Linked DNA regions of Aedes aegypti: region 1 is linked to region 2. Evidence: chromatin contacts called from public Hi-C data. All regions are on one chromosome and are shown on one strand. Each heading gives the region's core, a stretch centred on a gene start, on an enhancer-like site or on the middle of the called end of the contact. The rest is flanking DNA. Distances are from core to core; before and after follow the strand shown.

What was found. A called contact is a pair of places that touch in the nucleus more often than the background predicts.
Region 1: a Hi-C map of whole pupa shows a contact between it and region 2, with 4 times the contacts expected there. The contact joins two enhancer-like sites. A contact is called at or near these places in 2 of 2 Hi-C or Micro-C datasets (whole body and whole pupa).

The regions. Positions count from the first base shown.
Region 1 is chr2:344,831,921-344,836,899 of AaegL5.0, forward strand. No RefSeq gene overlaps it. Among protein-coding and RNA genes, the nearest start is that of LOC110676830, 74 kb to the left of the region's middle. Within about 2 kb of position 1,926, at least 2 of the 3 cell types and tissues checked have open chromatin away from gene starts, as enhancers often do.
Region 2 is chr2:344,763,408-344,768,597 of AaegL5.0, forward strand. No RefSeq gene overlaps it. Among protein-coding and RNA genes, the nearest start is that of LOC110676830, 5.5 kb to the left of the region's middle. Within about 2 kb of position 1,689, at least 3 of the 3 cell types and tissues checked have open chromatin away from gene starts, as enhancers often do.

The DNA.
Region 1 (4,979 bases), core at 676-3,175, 69 kb after region 2:
ACTGTTACTCCGGAGCTATCCCAATATGTTCACCCACCATCACCCTGTAGCGTGACTAAAAATCCACGTCGTCAGTTGCCACCCAGCCACACATGTGCTCGTCCATCCGACTGACAACACACACAATCCATTGAATCGCACACATCATTCCTCCATCCATCGTCTTCCACCCCTCCTTCCGCGTTTCGCCAAATTTCCGCGACTTGGCCCATTTTTCCAAAACCACATCTTCTTCTATCCTCTCTATATGTGTAGACAAACGCAAATCCACACCACATGCACGCATAGCTATACGCTTTCGCACAATTACGACCGTGGCGTTGTGACATCGGGTCTTGAACTCATCACCGCGAGAGTCCGAGTGAAAGAGCCCATTGACCATATTGTCATCAGCTTTTTCAATTAAGATAATTCAACGCACTCGGCTCTCCTATGTAAGTATATAGTGCTAAGTGGCTGTCGCTTCTTGCTTTATTTTTTGCTTTGTTTCAATTCAGCATTGACTGTGCAATAGGGTGGCAAAAAGTGATCAAACTTCCAAAATCTTAAGTTACACCTCAAAAATTTGTTCATTCGGACTCCTAGAAGCTACTGTGAAAGTTTGAGCAGAATATCGATCAGCTTTGTGTCGCCCAATAGAAAAAACAGCTTATAAAAAGTTTGATAATGTTTTTACGTAAAAATGAACTAAACGTCACATTTAGGAGTTTCTTGAGGAATTCTCTTAAACATTTTTCATGGGATATCTCCAGGAATATTTCTTTGCGTTTCTCTATGGGTTTCTTCACGACTTCCTTTCCGAATTTCAGAAAGAATCCTTCCTGTGATTTCTTTTCGGTTATTCTTCTTTTTTACTGACGTTACATCTCAACTGAACCAGAGCCTGCTACTCAGCTTAGTGTTCTTATGAGCACTTCCAAAGTTATTAACTGAAATCTTTATTTTTAGATTGATCATTTTTGCAAGTGTAACGGGTGATCAATAAAAAATGAGTAAAGTAGTAAAAAAAAGTTCGGTATTTTTTTATTAAAAACATATTAAACCTTATCTCCAAAAAAACATCAATGAATATTGGAGGAGAGGCCCTGATCAGCAGTACGACGCAATTTAGTAAGAGCACTGGACGGCACTGACGTCCATCTTCCGGATACAATTCCGGATCCTCGTGGTCAACTGCTTCGTATTCTTGGCCTAACAATTATTTTTGTACACTATGGTACTGACGGAGCCACAAAAAATCCCTAAACAGACGGCAAAATTCAGGCAAGTTGGTCGGATTGCTTTCTTTTGACACGTACGATAAAACCGTACAACCGTACAACACGCTCGCGGAGTGCTTGCTGTTTTAACGCCATCTTCGATTGAATTGACAGATCTCGAGCGAGAAGAATCATGCACCCAGTTTTAGGGAGTCCAAAGAGTAATTCTCTTGAAGAGAAAAAAAAATTACGTTCTTTACTTTAATTGCAGAAAGGTTTTGAAATCATTCTCTTATTTTTACTGAACACCCGTTAATTTAACATTTCTACAGTTTGATATTTTCCATATAAAAATGGACCACCTTAGCGTGCAACCTTTTCGTAGTCATTTAATTTATTTTTGCGAGTGGTATGGGTTGAAATGTATGACACGCATATTATGCTCTAATAGTGTCCCGGTTCGGATCCGTCTTCCCCGCGTCTTTCCTCCCCCCGAAACAGTTTGTCTAGCAGCGAAAGCAGCGAGGTTAAGCGAAAAGATTAATTTATTTAATGGAACCAGCTGCTTCTTCCCGTTCATTTTTTTTACCTTCAATCTCATCCCCACACAGAATTAAATCGTATTGTAGTCCTGTAGTGGTCGCAGTTCTTAGTAGTATAGGGTCGTATTATATTCTAACCTACATGTGTATCCCCCCGTCCACGTACTGCGTGTTACGCTATCAGTTAGTCGCGCACAACTTGGTCTAATTTGCTTTGTCTGCTCTAACTGTTTGTTGAGTATGGAGAGGAAACGTTTGCCTAGACATCAGCGAAAATTTGATGCGTGTTTTGAAAAGTACAACGACCTCGTTTTGGGTGAGCTGATGGAAGTTTATCTTTCGGTATGAGTTTTCGCAATTTAATCAGATCAGATCGAAACCTATGCAATTGGCTATTGTGAATTACCTAAATGATCTAGTGAACGTAATAGTAGTTGATGAATAATTGAAAATGTGAAATAGACTACCGTTGCTGGGATTCATTCCAGAATTTGTTGATCTTTAAGTTAAGCTGTCTGGAACTGGATGACAAGTGAAATATCTTCCCTACATCCACAATCATTACACATAGAGTAATAGCACAGACAGATGGATAGACAGATATAATGACACACCGTGAAAAAAATAATCCAGAGGCGTAAACAGGTCTCACATCACAAAGGGGTGCAGCGACCTTTAACAGTAGAATTTAGTTCTTTAGTTGTATTGCTTACATCAGCGGCATGTCCACATTTGAAACTACATATGGGACAAGCATTGGCAACTACTTTATGTCCAGTGAAGAAAAACATGATTTTGTTTCAATCTTATGAAATCCTTGTGATGGTTGAAAGTTGACGTATTTTCGTGCAACGGTCATTACAACGAGACTAAGAAACTTTACTGGTACTGGTACTTTCTGGTACTACACTTTGAACAATTGAACAGATTTGACTAAAAATAATAATTAAACTGCGCTTTTTAAACAATCTGTAAAGTTTTTCTAAATTATTTGCCTTTTTCTATTTTTATTCTTGGCACAACGTCCTCACTAGGACATAGCCTGCTTCTCAGCTTAGTGTTCAATGATCACTTCCATTGCTATTAACTGAGAGCTTTCTTTACCAAAGTTGCCATTTCGTACCTCGTGTGACAGGTACGACGATACTCTATGCCCAGGGAATTCAAGAAAATTTCCACTATGAAAAGATCCTGGACAGACCGGGACTTCTTCTTCTTTCTGGCATTACGTCCCCACTGGGACAGAGCCTGCTTCTCAGCTTAGTGTTCTTATGAGCAGTTCCACAGTTATTAACTGAGAGCTTTCTATGCCAATGACCATTTTTGCATGTGTATATCGCGTGGCAGGTACGAAGATACTCTATGCCCTGGGAAGTCGAGAAAATTTCCAACCCGAAAAGATCCTCGACCGGTGGGATTCGAACCCACGACCCTGAGTCTTGCTGAATAGCTGCGCGTTTACCGCTACGGCTATCTGGGCCCCGAAGACCGGGAATTGAACCCAGAAACCTTCAGCAAGACTTTCCTTTGTAGCCGCGGACTCTAACCACTTTGCTTAGGAAGGCCCTATCTATATGAATAAAATTGGAGTGGTGTTTGTATATCACGAAAAGTCTAGAGAACAGATGAGCGGATTGACGTAAGTTTTCCACTGCTGCACTCGGCAATAGATGCGACGTGATCGTGCAAGGAAAAAGTTTGAGAAAGCTTCCGAAATACCGTGGTGAATCAAAATCCGGACGGTACCAATATCCGGACACTCTGATTGTAATTATTAAATTTAATATGAAATCAAATAGTAAATATAGGTTTAAAAATTTATATTCGTGGCATCAAATATATCTGTTCATGTTAATTCATTATTTCATCTAGTAATCCTTTGTAACGAAATATAAAAAATAAAAACAAATAGGCGATGAATGAGCGTCATTCATCCAGATAACCAAATAATTAAGAATGTAATTTGTTGGCAGAGAACGGGTTTACGCAAGAAAAATGTTATATTGAGGATCTTTTCTGTGAACCTCAAATGCAGGTTGTCGGCAAGGAGTGCAGGTGAAACGATTGTAATTTTATTCAAAACTTTGACCTTTCATATATTGCTTAGTATATTTATGCTTGTTATTTTATTATATTGAAGATTTTCCGTTAGAGTAAGGTGGCTTTTATTATATTTAATGTATAATTTCAACACAACACGCATCTGTCCGGATTTCGATTCAAGAGCGTCCGCCATTTTGATGCATGTGTCCGGATTTAAGAACACGACATGCTCCATTAAATTAACGTTTTACATATTATAAATGTATATTTCACTACAATTTTTGTCCATGATACAAAGTTCGTACGTATACCTGTATGGAAAACAAAAAAACTTATACTAAATGTGACAGAAATATATTTAAAACAGCGTTTGAACTTTCGGCGTTGCTTAAGCGTCCGGGTAATGATGCATCACGGTAATCGGGAAAACGGGATTACATGATGTTTTACAACAGCCTACTTCATGGCTAGACGTAGTTTGCCGGGATTACTTGTTTCTAATAAAAATGAAAAAAAAAAGTAAAAACATTCAGATGTTTCTAGTTTTTCCTTTGCAGAACAGAATTAAGAAATAACAATTCCCGAGAGAGATGAACAGAGCTAACTGGAGAAACTGGATATCACTAAAGCAACTCTGAAACTTTCAAGCTAATCACAAAATTTCTTATTGGAAACGGTTCAAGAGTTTATTCAAATATCTTGTAAAAAATTTTTTCCGATATTTGGCTGTAATTTGTTCAACAATTATGTTACAGTTTAAGTGATTCTGACAAAAACATCTTTGGAAACATTCATCATGCAATTGATTTATTTTTGAGTCATGCTGCAAAATGTCTCCCATTGACGAAATATTTTTTCATGAAATCACTAAAAATTCCTTTCATATTCATACAGTCCTCAATGAATCTATGACATTTGGTCGAAAGTACATTTGGTCGAACAGACATTTCGTCGAATGGACATTTGGTCGAAAAGGTTTAGTTGCAACAGGAAGCATATGATATTTGGTCGAACCGACATTCCGTGGAAAGGATAGTACTTGAATCTAAATAGTATGGAAACAAAGTTTTACGTTTTTGCTGGCTACCGTAGAGAGTAACATTTTATCGCTAATACAAGAGTGATTGAATAATTCAAAAAGTAACGGTAATTTTACCAACAATCTATATGCGATTAGCAAAATTTTAATATTTCT
Region 2 (5,190 bases), core at 439-2,938:
GAAAAAACTATCAAAGTTACCCCGTTTTACGGTACCGATTTGGTTCCTCAGAAATTTAATCGATTATGTTTGCTAAGGGGCGCGCCTTCGCTGAGATGTAAATTTCTATGAAGGATGTAAATAGCGGGACCTTTTCATCATAGTCGATTTTTGTCAATACCTGAGGAATCAAAACAAGAACTGTACAGAAATCGATGCTTCATTACCTATCAATGGAAATGGAGTTATGTGACATGCACTATACACTAAGGATACGGGTAATGCCACAATAGATCTAAATACTGGTCGCTGTGGCGCATCCGAACAGAGAAAAAAAAACCGCACGGCCATGAAGCCCACATTGTCGAAGTCAACAAATTTCTACCTCTTATACATTATATGATGTGCCCAATTATCGTAAAATTCCCCTTAAAAATTTAAATTAAATAAGCTTTTTCCTAGAATGCTTAACATTGTTTATGTCTTCTGCAAAGTTGTTTAACTATCAAAATACTATCTCTTATGGTATCATGGTTATTTTCAAATAATAATATTTTATGGGGCTTTTTTCGACTGCTAGCATTAGTTTGGACGCAAAAAAACGTTTGCGGTTTTGAAAGGACTATTTTTTTCCTTCAAATGACCATTAATGAGAGGCCGAGGGGGCCATGGCTCCGGGGTCCCACAAATCTCGACAAGCATATCTATAGTTAAACTTTTACGAATAATTAGAATTAATGCAATAGTAGAACATACTTTTTGAAACGCATCATATGATTTGAAAGATGCTCTTTTTTTTAATAAATCCGCAATAATTGACAAAATTTAGGCAAATAAACTCTAATAAACTTAAACAAAATATTAGAATATTCAGAATGAGATTTTGTTGACTTCACGAGAAACAAGTAAGATTCAAAAACGATTTTGCTAAACATGTAGAGTGCCATCATTTTGCCTAAATTCCTCTGACTTTGACTCTGACTCTGACGTGACTTTTCCAATTGTAACGAATGCTTTCTCAACGAAGTTTACTTAATACTAGGGACGGAGAACGAAATAACACTTCAAACAACTTGGGGTTTCACTTGAGCACTAACTTTATTGTTTAACTTTTAATTAGGGAGACTTGTTACACTTGCGTCCGTTCGGTTGAACGGACGGAACCAAACAGACTGATTGTAGTAGTTCGATCGTTCAAGAAATCTACGTGCTATAATTAATTTATCTATTGCTATAACAGTTATCTAGATACTACAATCTATCCCGGCTTAACAAATTCAACAATATTTTACAATCCAGTTTTCATATTTGTTCGTTTTAAACAATATTCAAATTATTTAGGGTATTTTAGTATTGGTTGTCCCTTTAGTCGATCTGATTGTCTAACTTTTAGGGACTTGGATTCACTTCTTCGGCGTTTTGTATGCTTCTTTTTCTTGCTCTACTTGTTTTCATTCATCTCATACCATGAAGTTCTTTGTCATCGGTGTTTTCAAATGAATCAACCTGATTTCTATCGAAGGCAAACAAATATATGTAGGGCGCATTTAAATACTGATGCTCTTAAAGAGCCACCCGAGTCATTGATCGCACGCACACACCCAATCCGCCCGAATGTTCACATTTTAGTGGAGCATATGGTCCCTCACACGTTCCCCACCATAGCCGCACCCAAGCAGGCCTTTGTTCGTTCGCCCAGAGTCCGAAGTAGCCTACTTCGGTGGATTTCTGTGAGTGTTGGTGGACCGCGTGCAATATCACCGAGCACTAAACTCGTGGAACGTTCGCGCGCGTTTCTCACACATCGACAAACGTTCACGGCAACGAAAGCTCGCCACACGCGAAAATAGGTTACGCGCGCTTGCTGCTCGCAGGCCGTTCCGAAGGGTGAAGTTGAATATTTATTTTATAAAATATTGAATCCAATGCGACGTGTAATGCAGTGTTATTTCGACTCTGTTGGCGATGGCGTAGTGTGGTGCTTGTGACCCGTGCTGTGGACTGGTGTGTGCTTTTCGTTATCGAATGGTGCTGGAATGAGGTGTATAGTTTTTCTGCTGTTCAGTTTCATTTTATCCAACACCGAGGGCAGACGTTTCTGGGATTGTGTGGTGCTGCGCAATTGTAGATTTCTATTTCTTTTGTGGGAAAACAGTGTGAGCTGATGAGTGTTTTTTTGAGGGAAATTGTGTGAATATAGGAAAACTGTTGGAAAAGACATTTTTGTGAGATTTTGGAGACATGTGAAGTTTTGCCTCTGCATTGTGTTCATTTTTATGTGTATCAGATAAGAACTGAAATCCTCGAATAGGAAAGAGTTTCTTTGTTCGCTGCGCCCCTTCAACCACTGCATCTGGAACATAGCATTAGAAGCACAGTACTCGACCCACATTACGTAACTTTTAAATAGAAGAGAAGAATACATATCAAATTCAATATAATTTTTACAACCACCAGCGAGAAAAAAAACTATTAGTCTCAGCCAGCAAAACTCGAGAAAAAACGATTGAAGAGTGTGTCATCTATCGAAATGTTACTTTATACATACGCGCGCACGCGATGAAAAAACCGTGATACACAAACACTTCGACGTCTGACAACCGATCGATAAAAGCTTGGCATACTTCCCCTCAATTTAACCCGTTTCAAGCGTTGGCCACTCTCTGCTGTGTATGGACACAAAGCAAGTACAACCACACCAGTTCTCGTCGCAGTAGTTAAATTACTTTGTCAATAAAAAGCTCCATCAGCCACGGAGCCGAACCCACCTCGGGTCACCACAACGAAGTCGCACGAAGCAGAAACATCGCGAGTAGTAGGTATATAAAGAAGACTCCTCTCCTGTGCCAATGCGACAACCGTTTGCGCGCGCATTTCAATCAGTAACGGGCAACCAACGTGTCACCGTTCACCTCTCGTCCTCCCGTGCACCCTTCGGTTCAAAGCTCGATACAACAACCGCGGTCAGTCACGTGTCTGTGTTGGTGACACACTTATCGAAATCGCGCCCTCATACATGTAAAGACGCGACCGCCCGAAGAGCTTGTCCGATTCCCCGCTGCACTTCGTTTCGGCAGTCCGAGGGGAGCTTCGCGAGTCGATTGCTGCTAGTTTGTGTTGGTGTGTGAGGCAGTGCGCATGCGCCCCGTGCACATGTACACACTTTTTCAGACGGGGAAGCCAAATAAAAAAGATTTCCATGATCTAATCGCGTCTTTTGTAAGTTTTGTTCTTTCATTCGTCATTGAATCGTCGCGAAGTGGAGACGTGTTCCGTGTTTGTGCGCTCAGTTCCGAAGGGGAAAAAGAAACCTCTATTCAAGTTCTCACTTTTTAACCCACTGTCGACCAGAGTAGGAGAATACTCATCCCAATTTAGTGGAATTAGAAAAGGGAGTGTTTTATTTTCGGACGTGGAGCTGATTTTGGATTATGGAATTAGAAACCATTTTCCTGGATACCGAGTCGGATTTAAAGGGAAACGTCGATCATCACGCTACAACTGGCATCAACAGTGGCATCATTCGTCAAACAGTTACATAATATTGCTCGGAGATCTAAATTGCGACCTAATTTTCGCTCAACTTCCGCATTGTGTGTGATACGCCATTTTGAATTTTGCGCAAAAAATTGCGCCCGCCTGCTCGCACTTCTCCTGTTCCCGTGATGCAAGAATTTTACCAACTCTACACGAAGGAAAATAAGTTCTAATAAAAAGAAAAAAAAGTTATATTTCACCCGAGACGAGCCAATCGTGTTTCATACGTGGAAGACAGCGAATAAGCAGAGCCAGAGCCGAGAAACGGACGACACAAAGAGTAAAATTAGAAGTATTTTCTGCTTTCGCCCCTTGCCTAAGTCCGATGAGTTGGAACGAGCTGGTAAGCAGCCGTGAAAGAGACGGGCAATGAAACACACTACTCATCGCAAGCTCTGTGGCAATAACTGGTTCGTGGCGACCCATTTTCGCTATCTTATCAATAACGCAGAATGAAAAAAAATAATTGAGATAAAAAATAATAATTTCCTATACTGCGTAGACGGAATCTGACAGTGCCATTGCCGTTGCTGCTGCTGCCTCGTTACCACACCATGCCGCATTGCGAAAGGAGTGCCAGTGTACCGTTTCCGGATCTGTGGAATTACACCTCAACGAATTTGAACTCTGCTCTACCCGATAAGCCTGTGGGAGCGAGATTAAGGCTTGCTGGTCATTTATTACACTCGAAGTCAGTCTTTTTCTCTCTCCTATTGGTATAACGGTGTTTCAACGAGTCCGAGTTCCCGCACCGTAGTCATCCACATCATCGCGCGCTCAAAAGTGTGTCAGACGTGATCGGCACAGTGAACCTGCTGCTCATCGATATGATACGTAGACGAACACGCCGAATTGTATCAGCTACCAAACCAACGAAGAAAAAATTTGCCAGGTCAAAAGCTACAATGCTTTTGGTTCTGGTTCAACGCGTTCACGAACCTTGGAGGTGACGCACGGCAACGCATTCCAACGCAGGCCTATTTTTAACTCCCGTATCGCTAACTAGGCTCGTTCTGCTCCGCATATATCAACAAAAGTATCAAACGCGCCTGTCACGTGGAGCGCGATCCCTGAATTCCGTCACCAGGTCAAATTGTGTGCAGCGGCTCCCGTTACAATTCGCTTCCACTCTCGCTTGTCCCTTCTTTTTTTGTTCGCTGCTAGGCATTCAATTTGAAACGCTGCCAACCAAGTGTTGTCGAGCTGGTCGAGGTTCAGGTTTTTCGTGTCGCTGCTCCGTGCGCAAACCCCTCTAGTTGTGGTTTAGTGTGTTTCTATGTCAGGTTTCTATCGCACGCTGCGGGTATTTCGCAAAGCGCTTACCTCATCAAACGGGTTTTTTTCGCTGTGTTTCTCCCAACCAGATTCCCAAGTCCCGCCACTGTCTTGCAGCGCACGGAAAATTGCCTGGAAGAGGCGAGAGAGAGAGCGATTTCGCAGAACAAAACCCGTATTCTTCACCGTCACACGATCGTGGTCGTCGGACAGATAGCACACTGAACTAATAATATACTTTTTGCTGGTCAAGCCAGATTCATGCCTGTCTGTCAGTTTGAAACACCCTTCTAGGTGTGTAACTCGCCTCTTCCAAGCCGTTTCGAACCCACCGCCCTTCGCAACGCAACGAGTTTTCTAAGTTCCGAAGACCTTGAAACGTTCGCACACACTCTCAGG